2 separate regions of the Ovis aries genome follow, and region 1 is linked to region 2. Evidence: chromatin contacts called from public Hi-C data. All regions are on one chromosome and are shown on one strand. The core of a region is the stretch at or near the end of the contact, and the rest is flanking DNA. Distances in the headings are between cores, read along the strand shown. Region 1 holds the start of SLC38A1 (solute carrier family 38 member 1). Region 2 has its middle 18 kb from the start of SLC38A2.

Region 1 (3,395 bases), core at 514-3,013, 42 kb after region 2:
AGCAACTTCACTCACTCACTGTATTATATGACTTTTACCACAATTTAAAAAAATTTTTTAATGCTACCTAACTGCAGCCTTAGGTGCACAGAAATAAGTTAAAACCCTAATCAAAAGATAAGCTTTCCATCAGACGATCAGACATGTTCTCTAAACACTGGGGAATATACCAGTGATGATAAGGTAAATATTTCAACCAGCTGATGGAGCCATGCTCGGTCTATTATTTTGCATGTTCAGATTTCCTTATTCATAAGCATTATCCCTGCCAGGCAAAGGGCACACTACTTATAATTAGCAAATTTCATTCTAAATTAGCTTCCTCTAGAAAAGGAGGGGGAAGAAAACCCAACTTTTGGGCGACGTGTATAATATTATTATGATATGGGTACTACTCTGTGTGTGTGTGTGTGTGTGTGTGTGTGTGTTTAAACAAACTTGGGAACAAAACTAAGGACAACGTCAAGCAGGCGAGGGAAGCAGTGTCAGAGGCCAAATTTGATCGCAGGTCTGTTTGAGCGAGGCTCCCCATCCATCATCTTCCCCTTTCTGTTTGCAAGGCCTTTCACTTTCTCTGGTTTATTCAAGAGCTGGCCTTCTGAATAGGGTTCTCAGTCAGCCATTGTCGAACTAACCAAGACCAATTTCTGCCACTCGACGGAACGAGTATTCTAGTTACGAGGCGTTTGGTTTTCCTCTCGCTTTTCCAGCGGTGACTAAAAAGCCATAGCCACTCCATCAGAGGCTACTCCGTCTGCCCTTTTGAAATGCGCCTGGTAGATTAATTTTTGAAAGATGATTCACCTTCCTTTTCCTGTTTTCATGGAACACGGAGACGCAACCATTCCTGTCAATAGAAGGCTCGAGTTTCCACCCCGCAAATTCGCGCGGCGCTGACTGTCTCATTGGCTGACGCGCAGGTGGGATTTCCTGTCGCCATTTTAAGGAAACACACTGCCCTGCAAGGAAGTGGCCAGTCAGTGCAGAGGGGCTGTGCCCGGAACAAAGAGCAAAAGAAAGGGGAACGGGCCCAGCGGCCCCAGACCCCTCCATCCTGCGCCCTCGCTCCCCGCTGACCCCCGATTTCGAGCGCCCGGCTTCTTGATCCCCGACGCGCCACGCCCGGGGCTCGATCACGTGGGGTCTCCCCCCAGCCCAGAGCGCGCCCCAGCTCAGCAAAACCACGCAGTCCCCTCAACAGAGCCCCTCAGCATAGATCTCGGGGTGGGGGCTGGCCGGGACTGCGGGTGCTGGATCCGGAAGAGGGGAGGCGCCTCCCACTGCGGGTGACGGACAAAGGCTTTCCAGAGGTGCCCGCGCTCCCGGCCGTCCCCGGCCTCCTCCGCGCAGTCCCTCGGGAGCCTCCACGCCGCTCCCTCGCTGCCAGCGGCTGCCACGCTGCTTGCAGGGCTGTGAGCCGACCAGCCACTCCGGCGGCCATCCTCACGCGGCGCCCTTCCCACAATGCAATTCCCCGCGCTCACGCGCCCCGGCCCGGCTCCGGCGCACCCCCAATGCACCCCCAGCCCCCCATCGCACAGCCCTCCTCGCCTCCTTCCGTGCCCTCCCAGCCACCTCCCCTCTCCATCTCCAGGGCCCCCAGGCTGCGGCCACCGCTGCAGCTGGGCTCTGGGCTCGCTGCAGGGCACCAGGAGGGCGTGGGGCAGGTGTCCAGACTGCGCGCACACTCCGCTCCCGGGGCCACCGCCGGCGCTCCCGGCACACAAGCGCCCCGCAACCCCTCCCTCGCTCCCTCTCTTTCCGATGCTCAACCTTCGCCGGCTGCGGTCGCCGCATCCTCGGCGGACGGCGACAAGGAGGCAGCCAGGGGCAGCCGCCTAGGCAAGAGACACCATGTGATGGGCATCGCTCAGTGACACGCAGCTTCGGTTAAAGAGCGGACGCGCAGGAGGGGAGGCGACGGCAGGCGAGACGCGGATGAATAGCCTGAACAGCTAAACCATCGCGAGCCATGGATGCGCAAGGGCGACGCGTCCCCCAGTAGGAGATGACTGATTTGATTCGAAAACCTCTGCGGCCAAGCGAGCGGATGTGAGTGCGAGCCTGGCGAGTACCGTGTGGGTAAGGGTTGCTGGTGGGGGGAGCTTCTGATGCAATCGGCCCCGAAAGGAGGAGGAGAGCCAGGAGTGCGCGGGCTGGGGCGGCACGCCGCTCCGCCTGAAGGTCGCCGCCCTTCACCTTCCTCGGAAATCCGCCACGCCACGCCGAGCCTCCCCGCCCAGCCCTGGCTGACGGAGGGCACCTTTCATCCGCCAAGGCAGCCAGACCTTGACACAAAGGACATCGCAAGGCTGGGGGAAAATCCGGGAAGGGCGGATACCACTTTTCCCCCCCTTTTTTTTGGCCCGAGGTAAGAGGATTTCCCGTTCCCAGGGAGAGCTGAGGGAGCAGCGGTGGGGAGGAAAGGGACGTTTTAGATGTGAGAGGAGGCGGTAACGCAGAAGTCATCCCTGCGAGCGTGAAAGGAAGGAGTGCGCGGCTGAGCCGGATGCGGTCGGATTTTGCTTTTACCAAGAGAAAAGTCAGATCCACGGTTCTGCTGACCCCTGCGGCAGTGTAAAGAGGCGCGGAGCCCCTGGTTTCAGCGTTGCGTGGGCTGCGGCTTACTTCTGGGGTCTGTTTTCTTAGTGGCAGATTGTGGTGCCGGATCTGGTTAAATCATTCGCGGGTTAGGGACCACGCGGGTCTAGAGAGCGCGCCGAGGTGAGGGCTCCACTGCATTGCCGAGCAGTGGTTGAGTGCTGGGCATTTGCGGGGAATTTCCTGTGTCTTAGGAGCCCCAAGAAAGGCATGTGATGTGCCCGGGGTTGAGTGTGAGGCCGGCTGGGTCTCGGGGACTAGCCACGGAGCCCGAGTAAACAGGAACACGCTCGCCGGCCCTTCTCGAGCTCTGCCCGGCTCTCAGTAACGGAAAGGATGCGGGTTATGAGGTTGGGGGACGGGGTGGAGGGTGAGGAGGATTATTAAGCGATGCTGGCAGTGACTCACAGCCCTTTCCCGCCCCAAAGAGGTTCTTTCCCAAAGGAAGGAGAGAAAGAGAGAAGTGTCGTTCTGAAAGCTAGGAACCGCTGGAGCTGGCGAACAAAAGGGCACCGATTGCGCGGGGCCCGAGCGCCGAGTGGTCTCCCCAGCACTCCCACGTCTTCCCCCCACCCCCGAATCACCCTCGTGTCCCTAAATTTTACCACAATAGGCATTTAATCTCGGCTGGCGGGTGCCCGGAGGAAAGTGTTCCTTCGCCCCAGTGCACGCCCCCACCACCCGGAGCTTCGGGGTCCTCAGCCCCTCCCGGAACTCGGGGTCCTCAGCACCCACTGGTACCCCCAGGCTACAGGGCTGCCTGGGCGCCGATTCCCTGTGGAAGTGCCCAGCCC
Region 2 (3,829 bases), core at 1,106-3,605:
AACAACCTAGATGTCCATCGACAGACAAATGGATAAGAAAGCTGTGGTACATATACACAATGGAGTATTACTCAGCCATCAGAAAATGCATTTGAATAAATTCTAATGAGATGGATGAAACTGGAGCCTATTATACAGAGTGAAGTAAGCCAGAAAGAAAAACACCAATACAGTATATTAACGCATATATATGGAATTTAGAAAGATGGTAACGATGACCCTATATGCAAGACAGCAAAAGAGACACAGATGTAAAGAACAGACTTTTGGACTCTGTGGGAGAAGGCGAGAGTGGAATGATTTGAGAGAATAGCATTGGAACATGTATATTATCATATGTGAAACAGATCATCAATCCAGGTTTGATGCATGAGACAGAGTGTTCAGGCCTGGTGCACTGGGATGACCCTGAGGGATGAGATGGGGAGAGAGGTGGGAGGGAGGTTCAGGATGGGGAACACATGTACACCCATGGCTGATTCATGTGAATGTATGGCAAAAACCAGCAGAATATTGTAAAGTAATTAGCTTCCAATTAAAATAAAAAAAAAACTTGCAAAATAAAAAGTTAAACAGGCTAGATTTATTCTAGAGATTTCAATGACAGGTGTGCAGACTTCATGATGGGGCTCTACAGTTAGATTCATAGCAACTTCTCCGGCCAACTTCTGGAGATAAACACTGGCTAATAATGGGTCCTAATTTCTAGTCAGGTGGACAGGTGATACAGCAGAGCCATGGCTGCAGGACCCAGCCCCACGGCTGAGAGAACAGTTTTCACAGAAAGAGTCCTGCATCCTGGGAAACATCTCAGTTCCAGACAAATTAGAATGGCTGATCTAGTAAAATAGCCAACAGACACCAATAGCCAGTTTCTTTGGATTTCTGTTTTCTAGACTTCCAGGTAGTACACCTGCCTTCTCTTATGACTTTTCTCCAAACTCAGTAGATTATAGCTTCCTCAAATCACATCTGTTCTGATTTCCCCCCACAAGACTTGTACACTTCATAAAAACAGACATCTGAGTTTTCACTAATTTACCCCCATACAACAATGTCTAGCAAATAGTACACACATTCTGAAAATAATTGTTGAATGAATAAATATGCCCTGTGCAGCATAGTTGAGGTGAGGCTCAAAATTTTACTAAATGCTTGCCAAATAAATATAGCTAGTATCATGAAATTAAACACTTAGACTTAAAAAATAGAGTTCAGTCATCTTTAACAAGAGGTCTCCATATATACCCTACCGTATCTAAAATAGCTAGCTAGCAGGAAGCTGCTAGATAGCACAGGTTGCTCAGCTCCAGGCTCTGTGATGACCTAGGGGAGTGGGATGAGGGTGGGAGGGAGGGGATATATGTATATATAAAGCTGATTCATTTTGCTGTACATCAGAAACAAAAACATGGTAAAGCAACTAAATTCTGATAAAAGCTTTTTAAAAATTTAAAAATAAACATAAAAAAAACACACAAGAGGCCTCCAATTGGAAGGCTTTCTTGCCTAGTCTATGATCTGCCTCCGGGTGGCAGAAGCCATCTTTAACCTCTACAACGTGAGTCTGGCTATGACATCCTTTTCCAAATCCTAGTCAAATTTGGTTGTCCCCAACGTGTTGTGAAGAAAACATTCACGAAGCAAGCCTGATTCGAGGGAACCCTGAGTGACCCTTGGCCAACTCCTGGGAATGCTACCCTCAGAATGTTCTTTATGTGATGATCGATGATTTTGTTACAAACCCTTGAAGCAACAGATCATCCTACATTGGCTTTTCAGGTTGCATTATAAACACCAAGATTTATGACGTGTGCCTGATATCATTATTGGAATTCTGAGTTTTGATAGCTGGGCCTGGTTGCAGAGCAGGGTAGGCCTATGTGACTAGCCTCCATAAAATCCTTGGAACTTGAGGCTCATTCAGACTTCCCCAGACAGACATTCCACACACGCCCCTAGAGTTAAGTGCTAACAACAACAAAAAGCATTCTTGTGTGACCTTGGACAAAAAAGGTCTTGGAAGCCCACGACAGGCCTCGCTGGTATCCCCTGCTGTGTCTCTCTTTCCTGTTGCATTTGCTCTATATCCTTTCTGGTAACAACCCTTGTGTGTGTGTTAGTTGCTAAGTCACGTCCAACTTTTTTCGACCCCGTGGACTGCAGCCCCCCAGGCTCCTTTGTCCATGGAATTCTCCAAGCAAGAATACTGGCGTGGGTAGCCATTCCAGGGGATCTTCCTGACCCAGAGATTGACCTGGGTCTCCTGCATTGCAGGCAGATTCTTTACCATCTGAGCCACCAAGGAAGGCCTTAGCAGTGAGTAATACCTGCTACTGAGTCTTACGAGTCCTTCTAGTGAATCACCAAATGAAACACTTACAGTGTCTTTTTTTCTCTAAACCATCAAGCTGCAAACTTCAGCATTATTTGCCTTCTCTGGCTGAAAGACCCAAAGCAAGTTTTACTAAGTATTACCTGGGTGTGGATGTCAGAGGATTACATAGTAAAGGGACTGTTTACCTTGCACATGCCACTGTGTGCAGTTTCATAAAATCCCACTTGATATATTCTTCCCCCAGGTCAGCCTGGCTGTCCTATAAACTGGAGATTTTCTCTGTCCACCCTTCCTTGCACACCATGTCCCCTCTTCTCATGAATAGTTCAACTCTGTCCTCAAATCAGCCAATTCATCTCAGGAAAAACAAAAGCTTGGCGTCATCAGTACCCACTCTCCTGAGATGGCAGTTTACTTGTCATATCTTTTTATTTCCACTCTGCTCTTAAAGATATCACTTCTGCTCCCACCCTTCCTAAATGTCTGACCTTAGTATTCCTTCTAACCACTTACAGTACTTTCCCTGAAAGGAGTTCTGGTAAGTTCAACTTTTTCATCTGATTATTATTATTATTATTTAATGTGAGGTAGGGCCCAACCTGTACAGTAGATAAAAACAGAGCTGTGCTGATTGAAACTGTCAGAGGTGAAGTCTAGATTCTAAGGACTCAGCCTCCCAATTTTTTGCACCTGCTTCATCCCGCCACAATGGTTCATAAGGTGCAGCCTTAACCTAGGGCTCTATGCAATGGGGTTTGAAACACATGGCTTGAAGTTCCTTCAGGAGAATGAGACCCCAAGGTAACAAGAATCCTGCCAGCCAGAAGCTCAGCTGCCGCGTCCCCTGTTTCTTGCCTTACTGGCAGAATGGTGGCCTTGGCTTCCTGTCTACAATTCAGTCTTCTTTACCTCAATACAACCCAATAGCCTCAAGATGAACACGAAGTTCACACAGAGGTCAAGTCTCCTTGATGGTGAATGTGTTGCTGAGGAGATAAGCAAGTCCTTCCAGATATATCTAAGGTGGAGAAGTGAAGAAATCAAAGTGGAAAAGAGACATAATGTCAAATAACCCATCTCCTTTCCCTACTCAACAACAGCGCCATTGCCAAATGCTGCCTTCAGGTTGCTGAAATTGTAGCCTTTCCGAATAGGTAGGGCAAGAAACCTTAAAATCGTGGTGACCATCACTTAGATTTAGTTCTGGAGGCCTTTACTTTTCAAAGGACAAGTGATCATAAACTGATCTTCTGAACCATCTGCTTCTTAAAGATTTGGGGAAATAATCCTAGGTCCTAAGTGTATAACTTTAAACTCCCAAAGTTATACATGCTTACCGAAAATGTGGCAAAATCATACAACAGTATAATTTTTAAGAGTAAAGTATCTGGTCTAAATAGGCAGGAAAGGAACCAGATATATTGAGGATGCCTACTATAAGGACACAATTCTAACAAGCAGCTGTTTGTTTCTCTTGGGGGGAAAAATATC

What was found. A called contact is a pair of places that touch in the nucleus more often than the background predicts.
Region 1: a contact with region 2 is called in a Hi-C map of skin fibroblasts, with 2.6 times the contacts expected there. The contact joins the promoter of SLC38A1 here to the enhancer-like site in region 2. A contact is called at or near these places in 3 of 16 Hi-C or Micro-C datasets (blood, skin fibroblasts and tail adipose tissue).

The regions. Positions count from the first base shown.
Region 1 is chr3:140,194,791-140,198,185 of ARS-UI_Ramb_v3.0, forward strand. SLC38A1 (solute carrier family 38 member 1) reads left to right here and starts at 1,764. Exons shown (of 15, transcript XM_060412704.1): 1 at 1,764-2,052.
Region 2 is chr3:140,152,491-140,156,319 of ARS-UI_Ramb_v3.0, forward strand. No RefSeq gene overlaps it. Among named protein-coding and RNA genes, the nearest start is that of SLC38A2, 18 kb to the left of the region's middle. Within about 2 kb of position 2,356, at least 4 of the 54 cell types and tissues checked have an H3K27ac peak or open chromatin away from gene starts, as enhancers often do.